Regions from separate parts of the Mus musculus genome. Here all the other regions are linked to region 4. The links are chromatin contacts, called in public HiChIP or PLAC-seq and promoter capture Hi-C maps. All regions are on one chromosome and are shown on one strand. Each heading gives the region's core, a stretch centred on a gene start, on an enhancer-like site or on the middle of the called end of the contact. The rest is flanking DNA. Distances are from core to core; before and after follow the strand shown. Region 1 holds the start of Rpl8 (ribosomal protein L8). Region 2 holds the start of Zfp7 (zinc finger protein 7). Region 3 holds the start of Zfp647 (zinc finger protein 647). Region 4 holds the start of Foxred2 (FAD-dependent oxidoreductase domain containing 2). Region 5 holds the start of Hgh1 (HGH1 homolog). Region 6 holds the start of Dgat1 (diacylglycerol O-acyltransferase 1). Region 7 holds the start of Vps28 (vacuolar protein sorting 28).

Region 1 (3,744 bases), core at 543-3,042, 1.1 Mb after region 4:
ACAACACCTGAAAAGTGACACAACACCTCTGAGACATGCACCATTCACCATTAGTCTATGGCAGAAATCTACAACCCCACAGAAGTCCAGCAAGCTCTACCTAGGAAACCCCTTACCCTCTGCAAACTGACACTTTGACAGGTGAGGCAAGGACCATGCCTGTATTAAAGCAAACTGTTGACTCAGCCCAAGTTTCCATGGGGTGCACCTCAATATTCAGTGCCTGATATTCAAGACAGGTCCTTCAACCTCTGAAAACACCTCCCACAAATGGGCAAACCCACCTACCAAACACAGCATGCTTTGACCACGTGCCCTCAGAACTTATCCTATGCAAGGATGAGGTTAGCAGATCCTAAGATGTTTCCAAGTAACTAAACAAGAGATAAGTCATGGCCCCTTTTCACTGACTTGAACATCTTTTAACAGCCACTACTGGTCCTATCTTTTCTAAAATGAACCAACTAAACTCAAGTGCAGGATCAGAATTCCTAGGTCACAGTGCACAAAAGTGTCAAGCGGTGTAATCTTTTTTTAACCTAATTTTATGTATACACAGGCATCTTTACCTACATGTCTGTATCCATACACATTTATACAGTGCCCAGAGACCAGAAAAGAATCAAATCCCCAGGACAGGAATCAGTTAGTTGTTTACGAAGTAGGTATTCTAGCACTCTACAACTAAATCCCCAGTTGCATTCTGTTAGTCTTCTCCCATGACCAAGAAAATAAGCAATGTGGTTCTATGGCCTAGGCCCAGCAGCTGGCAGTTCATATGCCGACCACCCGCGTCTTCAAGGCCCCACTGCCCTCCCGCACTCACCAACAACGGCTCTGTTGGCAGAGGAAATGACCTTCTTGGACCCCGAAGGCAGCTTCACTCGAGTCTTCTTGGTCTCTGGGTTGTGGGAGATGACTGTGGCGTAGTTCCCGGAGGCTCGGGCCAGCTTGCCCCTGTCCCCAGGTTTCTCCTCCAGACAACACACGATCGTACCCTCAGGCATGGTGCCCACGGGCAAAACATTGCCGATATTCAGCTGGGCTGTGGAGAGAGGGGGCAAAACGACTGTTAACGCTAAAAGCCATGCCAAACCCACACCGATCCCAACCCACGAAGCTCAGCTCAGCACCCAAAGTCCCGGGCCCAACCCTTCCTTCCTTCCCCGCCTGGAGGCTCACCCTTCTTGCCGCAGTACACGAACTGTCCAGTGTGGATCCCCTCCGCTGCGATGAACAGCTCTGTCCGCTTCTTGAATCGGTAGGGATCCCGAAAGACGACTTTGGCGAGGGGAGCGCCGCGGCCAGGGTCATGAATGATGTCCTACGGGTCAGGGTGGTGTATTGTATTCTAAGGCCTGCTCGAGACGCCCGGTTCCCCGCCTGCTTAACTCCCGCCGGTGCCCTCCTACCTTTACGATGCCTTTAATGTAGCCGTGTCGCTCCGCGAAGTCCACAGCACGTAGGCGCGCGGCGCCCTTACGGTGCTTCACGTGCGCACGGAAAACAGAACCCGCGCCTTTCCTCTGCCCTCGGATCACACGGCCCATGGCGGCGAGTCTGGAAATGGTTCGAGTTCAGCGTCCAAAAAAATCCCCAGCCTCCTGCCAGCCCCCAAGGCCGAAAGCAACGCCATCCCTCCCTTCTGATCCTGGACGAGTGGGCCAGGCCGCATGACAGACCGCCAAGTAGTTAACGGCGGCGGATGGCGGTGGATAATTTCAAAACCCGCAGCGGACAGAGCACAACTTACCTGCCGGCAAGCAAGGCCGAAAGAGGAAATAGACGGGTCAACGCAGCCTTATCTTCCGGGGCGGGGCCATAACTCCGCCCCTTCCCCAGCGCAATGCCTGTCGGGTCTTGTAGTCACATGCAGGTGTCCTGTGTGTCTACCAAATTGCTGAACCAAGGCAATTGCTGAAACTTGTCGTCCTGGGGAGAGGCAGACTCTGAAGAAACCGACTCAAGAGTCTTACGGAGGAAGGGCGGGAGAGAGGAGGCTTCAAGAGGTGGAAGGATTTGTCCAGGGCAACGCCACGCAGAATCTTGAGCTTCCGAGCTGGGCCCAGACGGAGGAGATTGGATGTGCAGACACTGGAAACCTAGTGCTTTGCCGAACTAGAAGATTGAAATTTGACTGGGTCAGGCGGAGTTCCAGGACAGCCTGGGCTAGAAAACAAGTTCCAGAACAAGCTAGGGCTACAAAGAAAACCCAGTCTGGGGTAGGGGGTTGGGGGTGGAGGGGAGGAAGGAGGTGAAGAAGAACAAGAAGATAATGATTGGGATTTAAGAAGGTCACCTGCGGAGTTCTCAAGATGTCTGGCAAAGAAGCCAAAAGTTAGTGGCCTCAGCAATTGGAAAGAGGGTGGGGGCAATGACCCTGGAGAGCTAAAGCGGGGAAGGAACGCAGCGATGCAGGGCGATAAAGTGGCACAGAGCCCCCCAAACAGAGGTTCTTCATCTGAGTGAAACCTAAGTAGTCAATGGCATAAACGTGTAGACTGAGAGGGAGGTAACTGAGGGTCAGGGTCCCAATTGGTAAGAGAGGTTTGTCAGAACTGGGAGATTTTACATGGCAGAGGCTAAAATTGACATATTGAGGAGGAAGGGACATGGGTTGGTGATCTGACACACTGAAAAGAAGAAGGGACAGGCCAGACGTGGTGGCACATGCCTTTAATCCCAGGGCTTGGGAGGCAGAGGCAGGTGGATTTCTGAGTTCGAGGCTAGCCTGGTCTACGGAGTGAGTTCCAGGACAGCCAGGGTTGTACAGAGAAACCCTGTCTCGAAAAAACAAACAAACAAACGAGGAAAGAACACCGAGTTATCGTCATGGCTCAAGTTCCACAGGATGCTGGTGCACAGGGTATTCCAGAAGGGTAGTGGAGCTTTGGGTGGCAGGGTTCCAGGACTTGCAGAGTGGTAAATCAAGCCACCCAGGGGCAGGGTAAGGAGTTGAGTCAGCCCAGAAGAGAACCAGAATGAAAGATGCCTATACAGAAAAGTCTGTGGGAGGATGCCTGCTAGTGCTTTGTCTTGTGAACCGTGCAGGGCATAGGGCCCTGCCAGCACTAGGGTATATCTCAGCCAACCGGCCCACAGGACAGTTTTGTGAGAGTCTGTAAATGTATGTGCAAGTTTTCAGCCCTGTCACACTCTTCCTATATAGGCATCTGCCACTGGGTTGTCCTTTCAGAAACAAAGACATCTTTAAAAAAAAAAATTGTTGTTTATTTTATATGATCTTCAGCCACACCAGAGGAGGGCATCCGATCTCATTGCAGATGGTTGTGAGCTACCATGTGGTTGCTGGGAATTGAACTCAGAACCTCTAGGTAAAGAGCAGTCAGTGCTCTTAACTGCTCAGCCATCTCTCCAGCCCTGAAAAAAGACACCTTATATATTTATTTATAGACAGGGTTTCTCTGTGTAAACCTGGCTGTCCTGGAACTCACTCTAGATCAGGAGGAACTCAAACTCAGAGATCCATCTGTCTCTTTTGAGTGCTGCCATTAAAGAGGAGCACCCCCACCATCAGGCAATTTTTTTTTTTAAGATTTATTTTATGAGTCTGGGTGTTTGGCCTGTACAACTGCACCAAGTATATGCCTGGTGCCCAGGAATGACAAAAGAAGTGATTGGAGCCCTTGAAAATGGAGTTACAAACAGCTATGAGCTGTTACGTGGCTGCTGGGAATCAAACCCAGGTCTTCTGCAAAAGCAACAAGGGCTCTTAACCACAGA
Region 2 (3,593 bases), core at 746-3,245, 1.1 Mb after region 4:
GAGCCTCACCTAGTCCTGCCACGCTGCTGTGGTTCTCCAGCATCACCTCCTTGTAGAGGGCCCTCTGACCAGAATCCAGACACTGCCACTCCTCTCGAGAGAAGTGCACAGCCACGTCGCCAAAGGTCACCGCCTCCTGTAAGGACACACACCAACATCCCTATAATATGGTATACCTCAAACAGGTATGGTATACCTCCAGCAGGACTGGATCCTTTTGGCTCTTAAACCTTATGAGAAAAGAAGGGACTTAATCCAAAGGAGTGACCTTATGCCCCTCCCCACTGAACAGACACAGCTAAACTCTGGTCTGGGCGGACATTTATTCACCCCCTCAGGGACCAGCCTGGCCAGAGCCACAGTAAGGGTCAAAGCTAGGTATGCGATCAGGCCCAGTGGAAAGGGTAGGATGTGGGGGCTTGACAGGAGTGGAGAGGGAATACAGGCAGCAGCCAGGCTCCCTACCATGAGATCTGGAGGGTGGGATCCGCTTGTCCTGAGTCAGACACCTGTGAGAAATCATAACGAGATCAGAGGTCAGAGGGGAGGAAGCTCCCCAGTTCCCAGGGTGACTGGAGGGGCTCTGTACCCCACTGCTTCTTTACCACCCAAGCCAGACGCACAGACACACCAGACTGGGCAAAGGCTGATATTTGAATATCAGCTCCTGAGCCTTCTTGTCTGTGTTGTGTGGGAGTAAGGGCTGGAGCCATGATGTACAGCTGCGGCAGGTGTGTGTGTGTGTGTGTTGTGTGTGTGTGTGTATAAAACACACCTTTAGTCTCTGAGTTCGAAGCCAGCCTAATCTACAGAATGAGTTCCAGGACAGTTAATGCTACTCAGAGAAATCCTGTCTCGATAAACCAAAAAATAAATGAATGAATGAATGAATAAATAAATAAATGGCTGCCATAGGCCACACATTCAACTGAACAACGAGGGAGACTTCATGGGACATCTAGTAGAAAGGACAACTAAGATCACATCAACAACAGTGCTGAAGTACGGGGGGACTAGTAAAGTGTTTAAATGAGAAACGCTGGTAAAGTTTAAAGGATGCCTTCCCCCAGGGACCTAGGCCAAGCTGGTGGCTGAGGTAGGAAACGCACTTCAGGATCTGAAAATGGGACCAAGTGAGCCAGTGTGTGAGCCAAAGGAGAGAAGATAAGGAAGAGTTAACTGGAGGCAGTAGCAGTCAGGTCCAGGAAAAAGAAAAAAAGGCCTTCAGAAGGAAAACAATCCCTGTTCACCTGTACCTAAATTCCAGAACGAGCTACAGCTGCCCTAAGTCACAAGGATGACGACAAAAAAGGATTCGAGAAGTCCCCTTCTGCTAAACCAAAGCCCTTGGGCCCCTCCTTGCACACACAAACACCCACCTTCAGGTCAAAATGGGAGAGAGGAAGCTACTTTCCCAGGTAGCTTTTGGCCCAGGTATCTGGCCACTGGCTAGACTGGCCAATTAGCAGTGAACACTAGAAAAGAATTCTCCTCTCAGACCCCAGCATTTGGACTACCAATGGGAAATCGCGGTCTCAGATACAGAAGAGCAAATCCTGAGATGCCTTCTGAGTCCGCAGGCGTGACCGACTCCAGGTCATTCAGGTGCAGAAATGAGAGAAGAGATAGTCCCAGAAAGTGATTACTCACGAGGAATGAGGGAGGTTGCACCCAGCCCCAGGCCTGGAGGGAAGCAGCCTTGCTCAGGTTCAACACTGGAGCCCGGGAGCAGGCTAGAAGAGCTGGGATGCTCGGCTATTCTACTCCGCTGGGATCACGTCTTCGGCCAGGCATTCACAACAGCACCGAGCCGCCCACGCCTTCCATCCTTTTGGGGAGTAAAAGCCAAGTGTCCCTTGCCCTAAAAACAAGGAAAGCGACTGCGCCTACTCACCTGCCCCGGCGCGTGGTGGATCCCAACAAGAGAGCCACCGGAAAGGGCTTTGCAAGCTTATCCCACTGTGCCCCACCCGGGCGACTTCCGCTCGCTGGCCAGCGCGCCCCGTTTGTTCTCTAACTCCGCCCCCCGCCAGGTTACAGGGGTGGGGGCGGGGCCAGAAGTTGTCACGGCCCATAAAGGGCTGGGCTAGAGACTGAGAGGCAGGGCCGGGAAGTGTGGCTGAAGGTCACCGAAGGCCAGGCACGACCAGGAGGCGGGGCCAGAGGATGCATTTCTGATGAGAAAGAGCCTACCCAACCACAGTCTCACTACCAACCCCAAAAAGCTTTACCAAAGGCTTTCCCTTACCAAAAATCCCTTTGGGTCCCTGAACCTTAATGATAAGAGTCTTGAGGAGAAGCCGGGTGTGGTGGCGCACACCTTTAATCCCAGCACTCAGGAGGCAGAGGCAGGTGGATTTATGGGTTCGAGGCCAGCCTGGTCTACAAAGTGAGTTCCAGGACAGCCAGGGCTACACAGAGAAACCCTGTCTCAAGAAACCAAAAAAAAAAAAAAAAAAAAAGCTGGGCGGTGGTGGCGTACGCCTTTAATCCCAGCACCTGGGAGGCAGAGGCAGGAGGATTTCTGAGTTTGAGGCCAGCCTGGTCTACAAAGTGAATTCCAGGACAGCCAGGGCTACACAGAGAAACCCTGTCTCGAAAAAACAAACAAACAAACAAAAAAAAGAGTCTTGAGGAGAAAGTACATCTTAACTTCTCAAGAATGCCAGCTACTAGCCGGGCAGTGGTGGCACATGCCTTTGATCCCAGCACTTGGGAGGGAGAGGCAAGCGGATTTCTGAGTTCGAGGCCAGCCTGGTCTACAGAGTGAGTTCCAGGACAGCCAGGGCTACACAGAGAAACCCTGTCTCGAAGAAAAAAAAAAAAAAAAAAGAATGCCAGCTACTGAATAAACCTGATTTTTTTCCTGTCAATTCTCCTTGCCCTAACATGTTCTTCAACTGTCAGAGAGCCTAGGCCTTTAGATTCTAGTAACAAGGAAACACTAGCATAGAGAGAGGGAGGTTGGCAGAACTAAGTGAAGGATGGAGTCACTGGTGATAAAGAAAATGTTTCAAGGAGGATAGAGGGCCTATTGTATCTGCACTACTGAGCGGGTGTGAGGGGAGAGGATATAGTCCTTGGAAAGTGGCAAAGAGGGAGCTATGAGAAAGGAGAGAGTGTGTATGCACATTCACATGCGTGTGTGTGTGTGTGTCTGTGCCTTGAGTGTGTGTATGTTTGTGGTTTGTGCATGTATGTGTAAATGTCTATGCTGTGTATGTGCTATTTGTGTGTGTGTGTGTGTGTGTGTGTGGTATATGTGTATGTGTCTGTGCCGTGTATGTGTGTATGTGTGTGGTATATGTGTATATGTGTGTGCCATGTGTGTATGTGTGTATAATATATGTGTATATGTGTGTGCCATGTATGTGTGTGTGTCTGTGTATGTGTGTATGTGGTGTATGTGTATATGTGTGTGCCGTATGTGTCTGTGTATATGTGTGCTGCCCCTTGATTTAAGTTTTTTTAATCTCCCATCTGAAGGCTTTTGGAGTCACATGATCATTATACTATGTCCAAAGTGAATGAAAAAAAAAAAAGGAAATAAAAAGAAAGGGACCTGTCTGCTCCTAAGGTACAGGTATGGTGGA
Region 3 (3,267 bases), core at 449-2,948, 1.0 Mb after region 4:
AAAACTAGCTGCCTCGGGGACTGGTGAGATGGCTCAGTGGTTACGAGATCTGACACTCTCTTCTGGTGTGTCTGAAGACAGCTACAGTGTACTTATATATAATAAATAATAAATCTTTAAAAAAAAAAAAAACAGCCAGGCACTTGGGAGGCAGAGGCAGGTGGATTTCTGAGTTCGAGGTCAGCCTGGTCTACAAAGTGAGTTCCAGGACAGCCAGTGATATACAGAGAAATCCTGTCTCGAAAAAACAAAAACAAAAAAACCTGGCCCCCTCTGGGGCACACACACTTTAAAAATCCAAGAACAAAAACCTGGAGGCTCCATCACCCTGATCCACAAGAGCTGTTCTTGCTCCCTATCTCCCAGACATTTCCTCCTCCAGCCCCATGCTTTGTGTGTAGCCTCAGCTGTCCTGGAATTTGTTCTATAGACCAGGCTGGCCCCAAACTCACAGAGATTGGCCCTCTGACTCTGCCTCTGCCTCCTCTGCCTCTGCCAGTATTTTGTAACAGAAGACACGTAACCACTACAATTAGAGAAATAAAAATTGAAGCCATAACGGAGGGTAGGATCGAGTGCTACTGAGATACTATATGCTTATACTAGAGTCCCTGACTTTAATTTCCAGCAGAGAATATGTGTGCATACAGGGCCACTAAGGGTCAGTCTGAGGAGCTGCGCACCACGGTATTTTGTTGTTTTATCTTTTGAAAGGGCTTCTCAACAGGTCAGAACCTGAAGCTTGCCAGTGACTCTAGACTGGCTGGCCAGAGAGCCCTACACAGCTCGGCCTTGTTCCGCCTCCCCTGTGCTGGGGTTCTAAGCAAGCACTATTACACCCAGCCTTTTCACATGGATACGAGTGATTAAACTCAGCCTCGTGCACGTTTGTCAAACACCCAGTCTGTTGTACATTCCTCTAGCCCTGGAATAACTCAATTTTTTTTAAAGATTTATTTCATGTATGTGAGTACACTGTAGTTGTCTTCAGACACACCAGCAGAGGGCATCAGATCCCATTACAGATGGTTGTGAGCCACCATGAGGTTGCTGGGAATTGAACTCAGGACCTCTAGAAGAGCAGTTAATGCTCTTAACCGCTGAGCCTCTCTCCAGCCCCGAATAACTAAATTTCTAAAAGCCTGCTTACACCAAGTGTGGGCAAATACAAACAACAATTGGAACTGTCATACACTGCTAGTCTAGGGAATGTGTTGATGAGGACACAAGACAGACTGGCCGTCCCTTAAGAAGTTGAACACACACTACACTGTAAACTAAACCCAAGCAGCCCGAGTCAGCCTGATGGGTCTCGAGACCAGTGGTCCAGGCTGCCTGGCCACCAGGGAAATCGCTAGAGGGCAAGCACAGATCTTGGCGGAAGTGACCGAAGGCCCTCGGGAGAAGAGGGGCGGCAGGGAGGGGGCGAGGCCGGGAGGCACTCGGATTTGTAGGGACTGCGGCCGCCGCTTCCGCTACAGCCTCAAAGAGCAGGCGCGGTCCGGGTCAGCACGCGGTCTCTCTAGGCACAGCGGAGGCCTACGCTCTCGGTGGCCCCGGGGCGCAGGGCATCAAGTCCTGCAAGAAGAGCTGGAGGCGGACGGCCATCCGATCCTCCCGCGTCCCGGTCCGGGACTTGGGGTGGGGGTTGGGGGTGGGGACCTAGGGGCGGGGTCCCCTGAGATTGACGACTGCGCAGACGGGGCGGGACGGCCCCTTTGTCTTAGGGAGCCGAAGCTGCCGCCACAGGGCGAGAGGTTGCGGCAGATGGTGAGTGGCGCTCTGTCGGCTGCGCGGGACCCTCTCCTTCATCCGCACCCAAAGCTCCGCGCCCTCGCGTATGCCAGCCCTTCCCCCCGATGGATGGCTGCGGCCGGGCTGCTGACCCAGGCTGCACCCTCCGGTCCCTCGAACCCTCCAGGCCCCTCCCCGGGACCCTTCGCGGTGGCTCCCGCTAGCCCGGTCCGGAGTTCAGACGGTTCTGATGTGCATACGGTTTCCTACTGGTTGGTTAATTTGGTTTGGCTTGGGCAGTGGATGAGGTTTTGTCTGGTGAAATAACCGCGTCCCAGACTGCCCTGGAAGTCCTGGGTTCGCACGATCCTCTCCCATAACCCGGACTACAGTCAGGGCCACCATACAGCATTTTAAGTCCCATGCATCCTCAGCAGCGAAGGACATTTCTTGTCAAACTGAAGGTGCTCCGCTCTGCTCCCCATTAGCCCAGCTTCTTCTTGGATTTGTTTTATTTTTCTGCTGTTGCTCTCTTGTTACTTTGCAAAGGCCCCTTTTAATGGATGACAACTTCTCTAACGTGGCATTTTCTTGTTTAATTTTTTTATATGTATTTATGTGCTTTGCCTGCGTGTGTATCTGTACTGTATATCATGTGCATGCCTGGTGCCAACGGAGGCCAGAAGAGGGCATCGGGTTCCCTGGAATTGGCTGTGAGCCGCCATGTGGGTGCTGGGAATCAAGTGTGGGTCCTAGACGGGGGAAAAAAACGTGTGCTCTTAACCGCTGAGCCATCCCTCCAGCCTCCACATGTATGGCTCAGTTAGACACCTGAATCTGGATGTGCTGATGAGTGCTGCCATCCCCATCTCTGCCGCTTAGTAGCTTACTTGGTGAGTTCCAGGCCAGTAAGAGACCGTATTTCCCCGCCCCCGCCCCCCCCCCCCCCAATGGTGAAAGGTTTCTAAGGAATAACACCTAAGGTTGTCTGCTGGCCTCTATGTGCTTGCTGATGTGTAGGTACGCACGCACACACAGGAAAATTGTATACAATAATAGCTCCCTTGTATGTGGGCGATGAAGTATGGGCACAGCTGTATTCTCTAAGGCCAGAGAAGGACATTGGATGTCATGCCCACTGGCCCATCTCCCCAGCCCACAGTAGTTCTTTTAAATGTTACTCTGCCTAGCATCCTGACATAGTGAATGCATAGTGACACTAGAAGCAGTTTCCTGTGGAGCTCTCTAGAATGATTGGAATCAGGCACTCCTACTAATGCGTGTGGACATTCCTGTCACTAACATAAAAGGAAGGTTCCCCTGAGCTCCACTATAGAGATACTTAAAGCTGGGTGGACATTAGTTCTGATATTTTGCACACTGGGGATTTCCTTGTAGGGGACACAGAGAAGTGGAATGGGACTAACAGGTTAGAGCTAATAAGCCACCTTACCACCATATAGGTGACCAGTCCCTGGGGCTTTCTTGCCATACAGATGTTTCAATTTCCACCTCTGCGTTTGTCTTTTAGCT
Region 4 (3,772 bases), core at 845-3,344:
TCAACCTGTGGGTTATAACCCACTTGGGGGTTAAATGACCTTTTCACAAAGGTTTTCTAAGACCATCAGAAAACATTTACATTGTGACTCACAACAGTAACAATCACAAAGTAGCAATGAGCCAGGCAGTGGTGGCCCACGCCTTTAATCCCAGCACTTGGGAGGCAGAGGCAGGTGGATTTCTGAGTTCGAGGCCACTGGTCTACAGAGTGAGTTCCAGGACAGCCAAGGCTACACAGAAACCCTGTCTCAAAAAACCAAAACCAAAAAAAAAAAAAAAAAAAAGTAGCAATGAAAATAAGTTCATGGTTGGGGGTCACACAATATGAAGTGTCCCAGCCTGAGGAAGGATGAACTGTGCTGTCTGTCCCTAGCGACCTAGGTGTGCCTTTGAAACTCTCTCCAAGGACAGGGTGTGGTTGGGAGGTGGCCCTTGAGGAAGACATCTTCAGAGTGTCTGTTGGGTAGCTTACAAGGGCTGGAGAACATCTCAAGCCAGTCTGCACAAAGCAACGTGTCACGTAAGAACATGTGTTTAAAGGCTGTGGACTGAGTGCTCTGCTGAACACTTCAGTAATTGGCCTGCCTGCCTGGGCATTCTCACCTGCCCCTTCAGAACTGGGGTGTGAGTGGGAGCAGAGCTATGGAGAAAAGGAAACAGGATGGGGATTGCCTTACTAAAGAGGCAGGTTTCAGCAACATAATTGAACTAACTTAAAGAGGCCAGCAAAGGATGCTGAGCAGAAACCTTGGCGTTTCTGAGAATCTCAGACTTGGAGCAGCCCTGACTGAGATTTTAATGTAGAGTGCAAACAACATAAAATAGTGTGACAAATGTCTTGGGCTTCAGGAGTGGCCCAGAATCCAGATCCCTTGGTCCAATCCACCTACAAGAAGCTCCTGTAGCCCTGCGCTGTGGGCTGTAGATCAATGGCTGGGAATCCTGCACCTTAGCCAGGCGTGGGGCTCCTGATCATTCCATTTCCATCACCAAAGGCAGACCAACTTTCTAGTTCCTTTTGGTGCCTGCCCATCCTCTCCACAGTATCTATGAAATGCTCGGCTTTATTTTCGGTGAGATACCTTGTCTACCCAGGATAGCTCCAAACTAAACCTGTGGGCTGAGGTCTCCACAATGACAATAAACTAAAGTTTATGTCTGCCCCCAGGGCGGATTTCTTTAGTGCAGGCTCTAAAGAAAACACCAGCATTCCGGGTGTGCTTTCTTTCACCAGGAAAATCATAAACGTAAATTTCTAAGGGCAAATGAGGGAAGCTGCAAGTGGGCGGGGTTCCGATTAGGCTTCCAGGAGCAAGGCTCCTTTTTAATGGGAAGCAGCTACAGTCACGCAAAGCTGGTAAAGTCCTTCCCAGATGTTTTTCCTAAGAACCCTCAGCTTCTGCATCGCCTTGTGAAGGTCGCTATCCTTTCCTCCAAAAGGCACACAGTATTCTAATTAGCCAGGTGAGTAACTTGGTCTAGGGAGCTAGCCTGAATATTCAAATCCTCCTTCCTACACAGAATTGCAGTTTGAGCCTCTGGGTTGGGGAGTTTGAAGCAGGATTTCACACAGTCCTCTTGTCTCAGTCTCACGATTGCTGGACATACAAGAGTGAGCCACTATGCTGTCTCAAAACCCACTTAGCTTTATCTTTGTTTTATGCAAACCTTGTCACTTTGTATTGACGAGTCAGTTACAAAGTGCTGGGAATCGCTTCCCTTGGCCACCCTTCGTACAACTGAACGATCAAGACTCTAAGACAATAATTGGTTCATCTGTCTTGGCCTCTCCTCAGTCCCACAAAATTGACTGGCCAATTAGGTTCAGTCTTCTACAGTAATAAAGGGATATAAATGGCAAGGTTTTCTCCAAAAATCTCTCATCTTCTGGCACAAGGATTAGTACAAATCAAAAGGAAGGGCCAGGCGTCCCATCATGGACCTGCTGTTCCCCAAGGCACCTCTACCCTCAGAAACAGCGCTCACAGCACGTGTGCGCCACTCGCGCCCCGGCCGCCCCACCAGTCCCGGCGTGCTGCGCGTGGCACACGTGACCCGCCCCCTGCTATTGGCCCGGAGTGGGGAGGGGCGTGGCCGCTGTGGCGCGAGTCAGCCGTAGCTTCCCTCCACTGCAGCCTGTCGTGGGAGCATCGCTGGGCTACCGGTGGCGGCAGCGTGCGGGTCGGAAGCTCAGCCTGGGGACCGCGCACGCGCCAGAAGCAGTGCGGGATAGCGGAGACCGCGGCAGGTGTGCTGGGGCATCCTCACGTGATCCGGGGGGCTGGGGCGGGGCCTTAGAAGCCACACCTCCTTCAGGGTCCCGTACCCCCACCCCCAGGGTGAAAGGTGGGTAGACCAACCAGAACCTCTGAAGGGTCCACCTGGGAAGACCTCCTCCCAAAATGCAGGGCACATCCAAAATGAGTGGAAATTGGGGAAACTGCCTCTCCTTTGGGGTGGAAATTACCATGACAATAAGGGAGTCTGACACCCTAGGAAAGTGGACTATGGAGATGAGCTGGGGATTCAGAATTCCTGTGGGCCCTTGATCCTACCTGAAAGAGATGGAGACGGGATAGATGAGCCCCTAGGTCCCGGGGTTCAGTACTAGCCCCGCTCCAGATCCCTGGGAGGCTCAAGCGCCTGGTTTCTCGTTCCTCGGGAAAGCCGGCTGTCACCAGCTGCCAGCCACGAGGTGCGAGGCCTCTCCTCTACTGTGCTGCAGGATGGGTCCCTCGGGGCTGCTGGTGGCCCTAGCCTTGCACCTGGCAGTGTGTTCCCGTCCGCACCGGGACTACTGCGTCCTGGGCGCCGGTCCTGCGGGCCTGCAGATGGCCGCCTTCCTGCATCGAGCCGGCAGGGACTACGAGGTATTCGAACGCGAGTCCGCACCTGGCAGCTTCTTCACTCGCTACCCGCGCCACCGCAAGCTCATCAGCATCAACAAGCGGCACACGGGCAAGGCCAACGCCGAGTTCAACCTCCGCCACGACTGGAACTCGCTGCTCAGCGACGACCCACACCTGCTCTTCAGACACTACTCGCAGGCTTACTTCCCCGACGCCAGCGACATGGTGCGCTACCTGGGTGACTTCGCGCGGCGCCTGGGGCTCCATGTGTTATACAACACAAACATCACCCATGTGACCCTGGACAAGGATCCACAAGCCTGGAACGGCCATTACTTCATTCTGACGGACCAGAAGGGCCAGGTTTACCAGTGCAGGTAAGGAGCCTCAGGACACAGCCGAATTGGCCTCGAGATTGGAGAGAATGAGAAAGGGGCTACTTCTTGCTCCCAATGGGGTTCAGTGCCAAGCAAAACTTTTTTAAGGTGCGTCCTTACAAAGCTGTGGCTGAGTATGTTTGGGGAAATCTAGCAATTTATCGTACAGGATTTGCCAGGCTCTATTGCCTTCGCCATGGTCCTGTGGTGTTGAATACTGCCTGTGAGCTTAGCTTATAGCCAGCAACCCATGCAGGCAGGTCCAGCCTTTTGACACTACTACACTACATATTCTTTCTTTCACTACTACTCTTTCTTTCTCTCTCTCTCTCTCTCTCTCCCTCCCTCCCTCCCTCCCTCCCTCCCTCCCTCCCTCTTTCTTTCTTTCTTTCTTTCTTTCTTTCTTTCTTTCTTTCTTCCTTTTTCCAAGACAGGGTTTCTCTGTGTAGCCCTGGCTGTCCTGGAACTCATTCTGTAGACCAGGCTGTCCTCGAATTCAGAAATCCACCTGCCTCTGCCTCCCAAGTGCTGGGATTAAAGACATG
Region 5 (3,571 bases), core at 642-3,141, 1.6 Mb after region 4:
GCAGCACCCTTGGGCTTCTCACCATTTACTGGGCATTGACCCTAGAACCCTGCGCCAACACTGGCAAAGGTGGGTCTGAAGCTGGCATTCAGGCCAAAGGGGCTTCAGGTGTGTGGGGCACCGTTGCCTCTTAGCTCTTGAGCGAGCTCCTGTTGCTCTTGCTGGTCGAGCTCCTGGAGCTGTTGTTCCACGTCTTCAGGTACCTGCACCTCCAGCAGGTTTTCCATGCCAGCCTCTGGCTCATCACCAATAAGCACCTGCAAGAAGAGGAGGCAGGTGAGCGGGCTCATAAGCCATTGGCACTTGCCTAGCCTTTCTGACCCCCCGCACTCACCTGGATAAGTTTTTCGCAAGCCATCCGCACATCGGGCTCTGGCTCCCAGCTGTGCAGCTCTCGAAGGATCAAGTAGGCACCCTGGTCCCGTACCTGCTTCCGACCAGGTGCCGTGGCTGTCAGCTAGGAAGATGGAAAAAGGTTACTCGGATGCCAATACGGACTTGTGGAGAGGCACTAACACCCCAGGCCCCTGCTCACCAGCATGACGGCTTCGATGAGCATCTTCCGGATGTCAGCGTCCGGCTCCCGTTGCTTGTCTGGTGACAAGTACTGCAGGTCAACAGGCAGCTCTAGGAGTGAGGGTGGGAGACTATTGGTCCCTGTGCTGAACACCCAAGCCCTGCTCTGCCTGGGTGAGCCTTGTGTGTGTCTGTAACGACCCCCTCCTTAAAGGCTGCCGGACTGAGGGACTCCAGACCTGCACACCTCTCCATCTCCCTCTTGTAGTCTTCCCTCTAGCACCAGACAGCCCTGAGGCAACCACCCAAGTCACTCACGGTCCATTTCTTCCTCGGAAAACTCTTCAGGCCCAGCCAAGGGCAGTAGCAAAAAGGGGAGAATGTCGACTTGGGCCCCAAGTAACCACTTGTGATGTCCTGGAGGTGCGGACAAGGAAGGAGATCAGAATAATGGTCCGTTGGGTTCCCTAGGGTCCAATCCCCACCTTGGCAATGGCACCACCCCCTCCTTGTCACTCACGATGCTCAAAACAGCAATTCCGAAGTGTTCCCACCACCCCGCCCCTGCGCACCGAAGAATCTGTGTACTGGGTAAGAGGCAGCAGCCGTTGGACCACGCACCTGTTGAAAGAAGATATTCACTGCTGTCCTTGTTCACTTCCACTTCCCCACCTTCCCGCCCGCGCAGGCGACTGGGTTTCACCTGTCTGGGTCCAGGAGAAAAGCACGCACCTCCGCCTGCTGGCTAAGGTTGGAGAGCAGCGGCCCCAGGTAATGCAGGGGTGCGGCCGCGTTGTAGCTCGGCGTGCACAGCGCGTTGACAAGTCGCTCCAGACCCAACCGCTCCGGCTCAGCGGCCATCAGCTTCTCCATTAACGCAGCACACGGAGCCGGCTCGCGACTCAGGTTGGCCAGCACTGCAGCCGCCTCTTCAGCCCAGGGCCACTGAGGGTCCAACACGCAGCGCAGCAGGCGGGCGGGCAGCTCCGGGTCAGCCGCCAGCAGCTGCCAGTGCACATTGGGATCAGCAGCCAAGTTCACGAGCGCGCGGGAGGCATCGCGGGAAGGAGCTGGGGCCGGGGCCACCGCAAGGTCGACCAAGGCCCGCAACAACTCTGGCTGTCCGGCCAACAGCGTGCGGCCCGAGCCCGCACCAGTCAGCGCCAGCACGTGCTGCGCCGCGGCCGCCTGCAGGTCGGCTCGCGCTCCGAGCACCAGGAAGGGCAGCAGTTCCACCGCCTCCGTGTCCGCGCCAGCCTCCTGCTCTAGCAACCCTCGCTCACCAGAGAACCCCGAACCTACTCCCGGTCCCCGCATGCCGCCAGCAGTCTCAGTCACTTCTCGTGCCGGGGCCACCGCCGGAAAAGCGGAAGTCGTTAAAACCCTTCCGAGGCTGAGAACCTGGCTGAAGGGGGCGGGGCCGGTTTCAGCGCGAGGCATTGTGGGCCACAGTATTAGGCACCCCTTAAGCTGGTGCAGATGCACCCTCCCCCCCTTCCCATCATCATCACCACCACCACCAGATCCTTGCAAGGACTTTTCCGGCTGCCTATTGCGTGTTTGCTTTGCCAGGAGTCAGAACCACGCGACCAGCACGCATAATTTGAAGCGAAGCTCGGCAGCCGGTGATCCTGGTGTCCAGAGTGTTTGCTGCCACCTTTTAAACCTGGTTTCAGACATCCAGGAACCGGAGGGTGCAGGACTCTGCGATGAAAAGGCAGCTTTGGATCAGTCTCTGACTTTGCAGAGGGGCTAAATTTTTTTTTCTAGTGCATTTGTTAGGTCCTCTTCAGTGACAGAAGTCTGAGTCAAGCAGGCTTGGGCAAAGGGAACTAATAAATGAATCTATAGTTTGCAGGTTTGGGGGCACCTGGTGACAGACGCCCCTGCCAGCTCTTTAGAGCACTGTTCGGTTTCTGTCTTCCATACCTCGCTGCGTTTCTTTGCTTCTCAGTGGCTCCATATTACCTTCCACCGGCACATTTGTTAGCACAGATGGGAGGACACTGGCCTTCTTAGCTACGTAATCCCTAGCAGAAGATAATTTCAGTACTAGGATCTGTTCTGGGAAAGTATCCCATTTGGTGCTTCTTGTGCCTGTATTAGCAATTAGCTGCCTGGGGTCCTTGCTCTCTCAAATTAGAAATCTTGAGTTAGGGGTTTTTCCAGGGCTGGTCCTTGTCAGGTTTTTGTAGGAGATAGCCAGGAACCGCCACGGTTCCAGATCCTATGCAACCTTAGATACTGACTGGGATCCTTCCGGCTACAATGGCAAAGTGGTTAGGTCTGTGTAGGGCCAACTGTCCAGATTTCCCAGCTGTTGACAGCAGCTAGTGAGTTTCTAAGAAAAGGCTCCCTTGCCTCTGTTTTGTTTTGTTTTGGAGACAGTGCTGGCTGTCCTGGAACTCACTCTGTAGACCAGGCTGGCCTCAAACTCAGAAATCCACCTGCCTCTGCCTCCCAAGTGGTAGGACCAAAGGCGTGCGCCACCACTGCCCGGCTCCTTATCTTTTTATAAACGTGTCACTGTCTAATCTCACAACTGAGGAGGCTGAGGCAGGAAGGTCAGTGTAAGTTTGAGGCCAGCCTGAGCTATAAAATGAGCTGGTCTCAAAAGATTTTTCTCTTAAACAAAGTTAACTTTGTTAACTTGACACAAAATAGTCACCTAGAAAGGGAAGCTCAGTGACTTTAAATTAAGTTGGCCTATGGGCACATCTGTGGGGGCTTAATTAGTGGAAAGACGTTGCCCCCACTGTGATTGTTACCATTCCCTATAGGAAAGGGGTTTTATAAGTGTGGAAAAAGCAAGCATACTGACATGTAGGAATCATTGCTGTCTTCTGTGAGTGGAATGTGACTAGCTGTGTTGAGGACTATTCCCCAAGCACAGCTGGAGCCATTTTGTCCCATGCCTGCCAACCACTTCATATTATATTCCTGGTACAGAAAATAGTTTGACTCAGAGCAGGATCAAGTTGACCACATATTTTGTTATAAGGTTTCTTCTTAAGAAACTCCACAACAGGGCTGGTGAGATGGCTCAATGGGTAAG
Region 6 (3,345 bases), core at 488-2,987, 1.4 Mb after region 4:
TCACCAGCCCTGTCTGCACACTTTTTTTTTTTTCAAGACAGGGTTTCTCTGTGTAGCCCTGGCTGTCCTGGAACTCTATAGACCAGGTTGACCTCGAACTCAGAAATTTGCCTGCCTCTGCCTCCTGAGTGCTGGGATTAAAGGCGTGTGCCACCACTCACGTTAAATTTCAACAGTGAAGCTGTCTGCATATCGCAATCATCCATTCCAGCCTTTCCTCCTTGAATCAGGCCCTGGAACTCTGACATCGGTGCCATCTCTTTGGCACAGGTCTCCATAGAACCATCCTTCCTGATGGCTCTGGTCATCCTCTGGTCTCTTCACTCCCATGGCCTCTTGGAGGCTGACAGCTGTAAGGCTGAATGTCAATGAATAGCTGTCTCCAAGGAGGACTTTCATTCTCTTGGATGGTGTGGATTCATCTCTGGCTTTAGTGGCAGCCTAGGCCTCAACCTTCCACTTTTAGTTTTTGGTTTCAAACTGGAAGCTGGTGTAGCCAACGTGCTAGCCCAGGAGAATGTGGAAGCCTCGTATTCACTTAACAGAGGAAGGAGCGGGAAAGGCATGGCAGAGCTCACACGACTTACCTTCACTTCAGGCTCCCAAAGAGACTTTTTCTTTCACTCTGCCTCCTTTTGGGGTCACTATTCACAAAGACCTAGCCCTTGCCTTGCCAAGGACCAGATGAAAGACTGGGCCAGCAACAAAGGAATGCTCGGAGACACTGACCAGGTTGGCTCTGATCCACAAAAGTCCAAGCCTGGGTTCGCTTTTCTCTGCATATGTACAAAGACACCACCGGCAGGGCAGCCCAGATTGCTCATCATGAGATGTGTCGTGAAGAAAGTGTGACCTGAGGGAAGGAGTCAGTGGATACTACAGAAGTGGAGGGAGCTTAATAGGAAGACTAGTAGCATCCTGTAGGAGAGGCTACCAACCTTGTCCTATAGAGGTGCTTCTTAGGCCTGCTATTCCCCAGAAGAGAAAGCCACTATTCTCCTTGGTCCTTTATAGTGTTTCTGAAGGAAATTAGGTGCTTCCTCAGGTCTAGAATGTATGCACGGCGGTGTCTAAATCAGGCACGTTGCTTGTCGGGCCCTCGACAGCACTGTGGGGCGGTAGAGGAAGAGGCCATGGTGACTGGTGAGTTGCTTCTTTTAACTAACTGGGCAGTTGCACACATTTGCTGTAATGCGAAGCTGGGTATTTCTCCAGTTTGATCCTTTGACAGGCTATGTGCTCCAAGGTACATTTAAACTGGTTCCTGCCTAGCAGCTAGGGATCTTTCGGAGAACGATGCTGCCAGAGCAGATAAGTCTGTCGGTTGTGCGCTCAAAAATGGATTTGGAACCGCAAGACGTCAGCGCAGTTTCATAAATGACCTACACTCAAACCGCTGCTGGGGATGACGAAAGGATGTTTTTACATAAGTGGGACAAGAGGCAAGCAAGAGGTCAGAGGAAGTGCGTAGCTGCCAGGGAGCCAGGAGCCGGGGCAGTTCTCCTCCCGCTTGCTCCTCGCAGTGAGACAGCACCTCGGACCTCTTCCACCGAAGTTCACAGCCAAGCTGCACACTAGTTGCTTCTGCCAGCCTGTGACTGCAATTCCCAGAGTGCTATACGTCACCAGCTCCCGGTGCCTTCAACTCCCAGGAGGCTCCGCGCTCTGCTCCCGCGACTCCCAGCGTGCTCCGCGTCTTCGATTAGGCTCCGCCTCCGCTCGGCCTCGGACTACAAATGGACTCTCCAGTTGACGCCACAGCCAGTCAGCTGCTCCGCAGCATCGCAGCCTCAGCGTCGCAGAGGTAGTCGTGCGCTGCGCCGGCTACGGAGGCCGGCAGGGGGCGGCGGCGGAGGCCGTTGCTCAGGGTCCAGAGGCGGGGCCGCGGGCTCCAAGCGCTGAGAGCCGGCGGAGCACGACTGGGCCGCGACGAGGTGCGGGCCGAAGCCATGGGCGACCGCGGAGGCGCGGGAAGCTCTCGGCGTCGGAGGACCGGCTCGCGGGTTTCCGTCCAGGGTGGTAGTGGGCCCAAGGTAGAAGAGGACGAGGTGCGAGACGCGGCTGTGAGCCCCGACTTGGGCGCCGGGGGTGACGCGCCGGCTCCGGCTCCGGCTCCAGCCCATACCCGGGACAAAGACGGGCGGACCAGCGTGGGCGACGGCTACTGGGATCTGAGGTAGCGGAGTGCCTGATCCCCTTACATCTGACCTCTCCAGTGACGCTCCTAGTTCTTAAAAGTTGGCCACAGCTTTGCGAGTTACGCGGCCGGGGCTCCCCTGGGGCTGTACTGGGACACGGGCTTTGGGGAGAGGGTCACTTGCCAAGGTCACCCAGGTGTGGTCGTGTAGCCGACCAGGGAGTCTGGGTAGAGGAGTGGGCAGCAGCCCCCTTTCCATATTGCTTAGGAAAGTAAGCACACCTTGAGGCAGAGTCCCTTGAGGTCCTTTCTGAGGAGTGGGTAGCAGGAAATGTGAGCCCCGGGGGGGTGGGGGGTGGAGATGAATGGGCTTTCTTCAGTGGAAGGAGGCTGATGTTTTCCAGGGAGGGTTATGATGAAGAGTTACCTTTGCAAAAACTACGAGGGGTGTCCTGTGGGTAGAGAAGGCTGCTAGAGGCTCCAGAGGACACACGCCTGTTTGAGGCGATGGGTATGGGCGTTTGCTCGGGGCAGAGGACAGTACAGGAAGCTTTCTAGTACTAACAGGCTGCATGGCTTATTCACCCCTCTTCCAGCAAGTAGGAGGGCCTGAAGGAAGCCCAGCTTATGTTACCAGAATGACTTCGGGCTATAGGGGCAGAGCTGACTACTAAGTGAGACTTTCATCCCGTGGTTGGAGTACCGGAGAGAGGTTTGGTATGAACACACCTATGGGAGAGGCCCTGCTTAGCTGAAGAAATGGAGACTGTCTCCTACAAAGCCGGCCCTGAGACTCTTTTTGGTGATCATCATGGGACCCTTTAGTAGCTCTGGGTTAGGAAGTACCTGAGGGGCTTGGAGGAAGTGGCTATCTAGGGTGGCAAAGTCTGGTTCTCTTTGTATCAACAATCTTTTTCTAGTGGGCACGGTGCCCCCCACGCCCCAGCTGCCCTAGGGTGTTCACAGTTCACCCAGGAGATAAGATAACTTCAGTGTGAGGCAGGTATGGCATATTATGAACAAAGGTCAGGTAAGGAGGCCTTGGAGGCAAGAGTGGGGGAGGAGGTTGGCCCTCCTTAGAGGGATCATGATTTTCTGTAAATCAAAGCTGGTCTTGAGAGAGGCTGGCCTCCCATTTTCCACCTGAAAAGATGTTGTGTGTGTGCGCTCTCTCTCAAACAAACACACAAACAGGGTTTCTCTGTGTA
Region 7 (3,688 bases), core at 502-3,001, 1.3 Mb after region 4:
CCAGGCTGGCCTTAGACTCAGAAATCTGCCTGCCTCTGCCTCCCAAATGCTGGGACTAAAGGCGTGTGCCACCACTGCCCAGCTTGTTTTGTTTTCAAGCAGGGTTTTTCTGTATATGCCTGGCTGTCCTGGAACTCATTGTGTAGATCAAAATGTCCTTGAACTCACAGAGATCTGCCCGCCTCTACCTCCTGAGTGCTGGGGCTAAGGGTGTGCACCACTGCCCAGCTGTTCCTTTAGCTTTTGGTTGTGGGATATCCTTTCTTCTGTGCAGCCTTCTCTTTTGGCTAGGAACAGTTTATTCCTTCTCAGTGAGAATCATCTTACTTACTTACAGGGGGAACCCATGGGTTAGTTCACCATAAAAACTCAACAGTGACCAGAGAGAACATATATCCAAACTTTGTAAGAGAACATATATCAAAACTTCTTTGGGGGCCACTGACTGACTGGCCTGGCAAACATTTTCCAACTCCACCTTTATAGACAGACCTCTGAAACAATGCACATTGCTTCTTTAAAGTGACATTTTTCAGATACACATGCACACCCCCTCACAGCCTAGGCAGCTCCTCGGGTATTCTTAAAATGATCATGAAGATTTGAACCTCCTTTTGGAGTGGCAAATTGTTTGTTGTTTTTTGAGACAGGGTGTCTCTGTGTAGTCCTGGCTGTTCTGGAGCTCTGTAAAGTTTCCTCTCTACCTGGAGAGGACTGAGATTAAAGGCGGATGCCACCAGGGCAGGCATGATTTGGACCTTTTGTTTTTGCGGGGTTTTCTGGGTCAGGAGGGTAGCAAATCATTGTTACTTGCAGAAAACCTTATTTCCTCATTCCTGTCCACCAGTCAGTGATCCAAGTTCCGCTTAAGGGGTGCTTGCTCTCTCAACCTGCCCCCCTCCCTCCTTCCTTGCCTTATCTACTAATAAGCTAGCTTGTCCCGTTACACCAACGCACTCTCCACCTTATAAGTGTGCCTGATGGCCTGGCCTGCCACTGCCTTGCCCAGCTGAGATTTGAGGGTGGCAGCCTTTCCCCCTGGAGGATAAAAACTGAGCACAGGGGAGTCCCTGGGTTTTTCCTGTATCTCACCCCCTCTTCCCAACACAATGGTATTTCTGGCAGCTGTGCGCTTCATCCAGTTCCCTGACAACCTTGAGCCTACTGGGATCTCTGACTTGATCAAGGCCTGGCATTCACTAGCCTCCAGAGATCCGAGGGCCCACAGTATACAGATATATTGAGTCCTTTTTATGATGGGACAAGCCAAAATGTAGGCTCCGAGGTACAACATAAGCACTATGCCTCCTGTGGGTGTGTAAGTTAAACCTACCTCCTCCTCACCCCCACAGGCTGCTCTATTCAAGGGCCGCTGAACTCTGACCTCTGGGACAAGATCTTCGTGCAGTTGCAGGAGTTGCAACTGTGCACCAAAGACCTGAGCACCAAAGACCGAGACTCGGTGTGTCAGAGACTGCCAGAGGGTGCGTGCACAATGGACCAAAGTTCCAAGCTCTTCTTTAAATGCCTCTGATCCTAGTCCTGCCGTTTCCTCCAGAAGAAAAAGAAAAACCTTAATAAACTATGCTGCTATCTCATTTGTGTCAGCTCTCTGCGAAAAGGGTGGGCGATGTGAGCTGTAAAAGCCTTGACAGGCGGAGCTACTCCAGAGCGCAAGCTCAGGCAAAAAAAGCCGAGTGCCGATCAATGGATTTGGCTTGCTATGTGCGTAGGCTCAAGGTTAGAGGATGAGTGCCGAGCTGCCGATCGGGTTTCCCGGCAGGCGCAGGCGGAAAAAGCGAGCACCGAGCTTCTGTCGCCATCTCCGGGACTCCAAACGCCCCAGGTACACAGCGGCGGTGGCCGGGTCCCCTCTTCATAGGAACCCTTTGGTCTAGGTGTCCCGGTCCCGTCTCCTCTGGGGCTCAGCGGCCCTTGCCGCGCGGCCAGTGTCTCAGTAGGTGATGGGCGCTGTCAAGTGGCATTGCTGGTCCACAGTTCAGGTTCCCCTGTCTGTGAGGGTACCCACCTTTCTTCTGCGACTCCGCCGGCTATTCCTAGCTCCTGCGACCTCGGTAGCTCTCGCTGCTCCTCAAGCCACTCCATCTCAGTTTGACCATCTTCCTTGAACATTTGTTTTCACCCCATTTCAAATCCTGAGGCGTGTCTGGGCTGGCTTCCTTATTAGACAGGACCTATCCTGGGCCTTGCCTCCGCCACTTTGCCGCATCAACCAATAAGCTTGCCCTTATTCATTTCTCCAGTATCTCCCACAGATTAGGGTAAAACCTACCTCCACACTTTCCCTCACACACAGAAAGCCCCGGACACCTAGTCTCAGTTCATTTCCACTGAAAGATGTTGCAACAATGCCCTTCCCCTGTGCCCAAGATGCTGCCCCAGTTCTAACAGCTACTCTTCCCTACCCTAACCCAGCTAACAGGCAGGACTCCCATGGCACTCGATGTTCATCCTCAAAGCCTGACATGACATTCCCCCATGACAGTCCTTTAGCATCCTGTGCCGTTCCTGTAGAGAGCAGGAAAGCTGTTCACAACGCTCTGATCTCCAGAGCCCAGTTCTTAAGGTGTAAGGGGACCCTTGAGTTAGTGTTGGCTCTGCTTTCCAGGTCTCTTGTGCTGTATAGCTGCCTGGGCCTGCAGGATGTTCCACGGGATCCCAGCTACTCCTGGTGTTGGAGGTGAGTGTAGGCTAAACTGGGAGGAAGGGGAGGAGCCAAGGCTTTCCCTGTTGCAGGGGCTGTTGGGAAAGGACCACACTGCTACGTCCATCCCGTAGTCATTAGGCCCTGGGTAATGACTAGGGCCAGAATTATTTCTGGTGGGAATCTGAGGGCCCCTGCAATACCCTGCTGGGGAGCGAGAATATACTCCAATGTGGTCAGAACCTCTGGCATCCTGAGCAACTCTGGGTCTCCAACTGCATGTGTGAAGCATCTGACAGGCTTTTATTTGTACCAAGTTGTGGTTCTGTGTACAAACTACAGTCATGTTGGCGGGGGAAGAGAGCTAAACCTAGCAATCTGTATGTAGCCTCTTAGAGGCCATATTGGTAGGAGGTGAGGCTGGAGCCCCTATTCTGTGCTTCCCTTTGAGCTCTGTGATACATGGCATGGGAGACACCTTCTTGGGACGTAACTGAAGTGGGCCTGTCCTGGGGTCACCCTTGTCAGCTCCTCCTTGCTCTGTTGCAGCCCCTGGGAACAAGCCGGAGCTGTATGAGGTAGGTAGCAGATCCTCACCTGGCCACTGCAAACACCATGTGGCTGTCACTGGTTCTATAACCACGCCTGGAGATGCTGACTGACTCTTGCCTGCTTTTCCAACAGGAAGTAAAGCTCTACAAGAATGCTCGGGAGCGGGAGAAGTAAGTCTAAGCTGCCACGCACACATGCACATGCACACATACGCACACATGCACACTTGCACCCATCCAGCCTCCATGGCTGGCCCAGCAGTCTACCAAACCCACCACCACACCAATGGTTGGGGAGAACATGGCGTCGCGCTAGGAAGATGGTCCCTGAGGAATATGTACCAGGGATGGAGTGGGAGGTGGGCTGAACTCTGCCATAGGTGCAGAGCAGCAGTTGGCTGCCCTGCCTCTGGACAGCGGCCTGATGGATGGCTTTGTCTTAGGTATGACAACATGGCAGAGCTCTTTGCCG

Evidence for each region. Promoter capture Hi-C pulls out the DNA fragments that hold promoters and counts their contacts. HiChIP or PLAC-seq counts read pairs in DNA pulled down with a chosen protein or histone mark.
Region 1: a contact with region 4 is called in a promoter capture Hi-C map of embryonic stem cells, with 4 times the contacts expected there. The contact joins the promoter of Rpl8 here to the promoter of Foxred2 in region 4. A contact is called at or near these places in 3 of 39 promoter capture datasets (cranial neural crest, embryonic stem cells and erythroid cells), 5 of 115 datasets of contacts at active chromatin or transcription factors (astrocytes, embryonic stem cells, large pre-B cells and 1 more) and 2 of 9 other capture datasets (embryonic stem cells and macrophages).
Region 2: a contact with region 4 is called in an HNF4G HiChIP or PLAC-seq map of pancreatic cancer cells. The contact joins the promoter of Zfp7 here to the promoter of Foxred2 in region 4. A contact is called at or near these places in 3 of 39 promoter capture datasets (cranial neural crest, hippocampal neurons and liver) and 1 of 115 datasets of contacts at active chromatin or transcription factors (pancreatic cancer cells).
Region 3: a contact with region 4 is called in an HNF4G HiChIP or PLAC-seq map of pancreatic cancer cells. The contact joins the promoter of Zfp647 here to the promoter of Foxred2 in region 4. A contact is called at or near these places in 2 of 115 datasets of contacts at active chromatin or transcription factors (forebrain and pancreatic cancer cells).
Region 5: a promoter capture Hi-C map of second pharyngeal arch cranial neural crest shows a contact between it and region 4. The contact joins the promoter of Hgh1 here to the promoter of Foxred2 in region 4. A contact is called at or near these places in 3 of 39 promoter capture datasets (cranial neural crest, liver and second pharyngeal arch cranial neural crest) and 2 of 9 other capture datasets (adipose tissue and liver).
Region 6: a promoter capture Hi-C map of pre-B cells shows a contact between it and region 4, with 3 times the contacts expected there. The contact joins the promoter of Dgat1 here to the promoter of Foxred2 in region 4. A contact is called at or near these places in 2 of 39 promoter capture datasets (hippocampal neurons and pre-B cells).
Region 7: a promoter capture Hi-C map of hippocampal neurons shows a contact between it and region 4, with 4 times the contacts expected there. The contact joins the promoter of Vps28 here to the promoter of Foxred2 in region 4. A contact is called at or near these places in 1 of 39 promoter capture datasets (hippocampal neurons) and 1 of 115 datasets of contacts at active chromatin or transcription factors (pancreatic cancer cells).

Annotation. Positions count from the first base shown.
Region 1 is chr15:76,902,119-76,905,862 of GRCm38.p6, reverse strand. It overlaps Rpl8 (ribosomal protein L8), which reads right to left and starts at 1,792. Exons shown (of 6, transcript NM_012053.2): 1 at 1,754-1,792; 2 at 1,413-1,560; 3 at 1,183-1,324; 4 at 827-1,045; 5 at 1-7. The coding sequence starts at 1,550.
Region 2 is chr15:76,877,655-76,881,247 of GRCm38.p6, reverse strand. It overlaps Zfp7 (zinc finger protein 7), which reads right to left and starts at 1,995. Exons shown (of 5, transcript NM_145916.3): 1 at 1,895-1,995; 2 at 466-509; 3 at 10-136. The coding sequence starts at 468.
Region 3 is chr15:76,923,879-76,927,145 of GRCm38.p6, reverse strand. Zfp647 (zinc finger protein 647) reads left to right here and starts at 1,698. Exons shown (of 5, transcript NM_172817.3): 1 at 1,698-1,770.
Region 4 is chr15:77,955,044-77,958,815 of GRCm38.p6, reverse strand. Foxred2 (FAD-dependent oxidoreductase domain containing 2) reads left to right here and starts at 2,094. Exons shown (of 9, transcript NM_001017983.2): 1 at 2,094-2,249; 2 at 2,727-3,227. The coding sequence starts at 2,728.
Region 5 is chr15:76,367,218-76,370,788 of GRCm38.p6, reverse strand. Hgh1 (HGH1 homolog) reads right to left here and starts at 1,891. Exons shown (of 6, transcript NM_021555.2): 1 at 1,220-1,891; 2 at 1,037-1,137; 3 at 835-933; 4 at 536-627; 5 at 335-457; 6 at 1-257. The coding sequence starts at 1,833. The coding sequence ends at 105.
Region 6 is chr15:76,510,386-76,513,730 of GRCm38.p6, reverse strand. It overlaps Dgat1 (diacylglycerol O-acyltransferase 1), which reads left to right and starts at 1,737. Exons shown (of 17, transcript NM_010046.3): 1 at 1,737-2,176. The coding sequence starts at 1,950.
Region 7 is chr15:76,624,147-76,627,834 of GRCm38.p6, reverse strand. Vps28 (vacuolar protein sorting 28) reads left to right here and starts at 1,751. Exons shown (of 10, transcript NM_025842.4): 1 at 1,751-1,846; 2 at 2,630-2,701; 3 at 3,215-3,243; 4 at 3,350-3,387; 5 at 3,660-3,688. The coding sequence starts at 2,665. Tonsl (tonsoku-like, DNA repair protein) reads left to right here. Exons shown (of 26, transcript NM_183091.3): 26 at 1,353-1,598. The coding sequence ends at 1,534.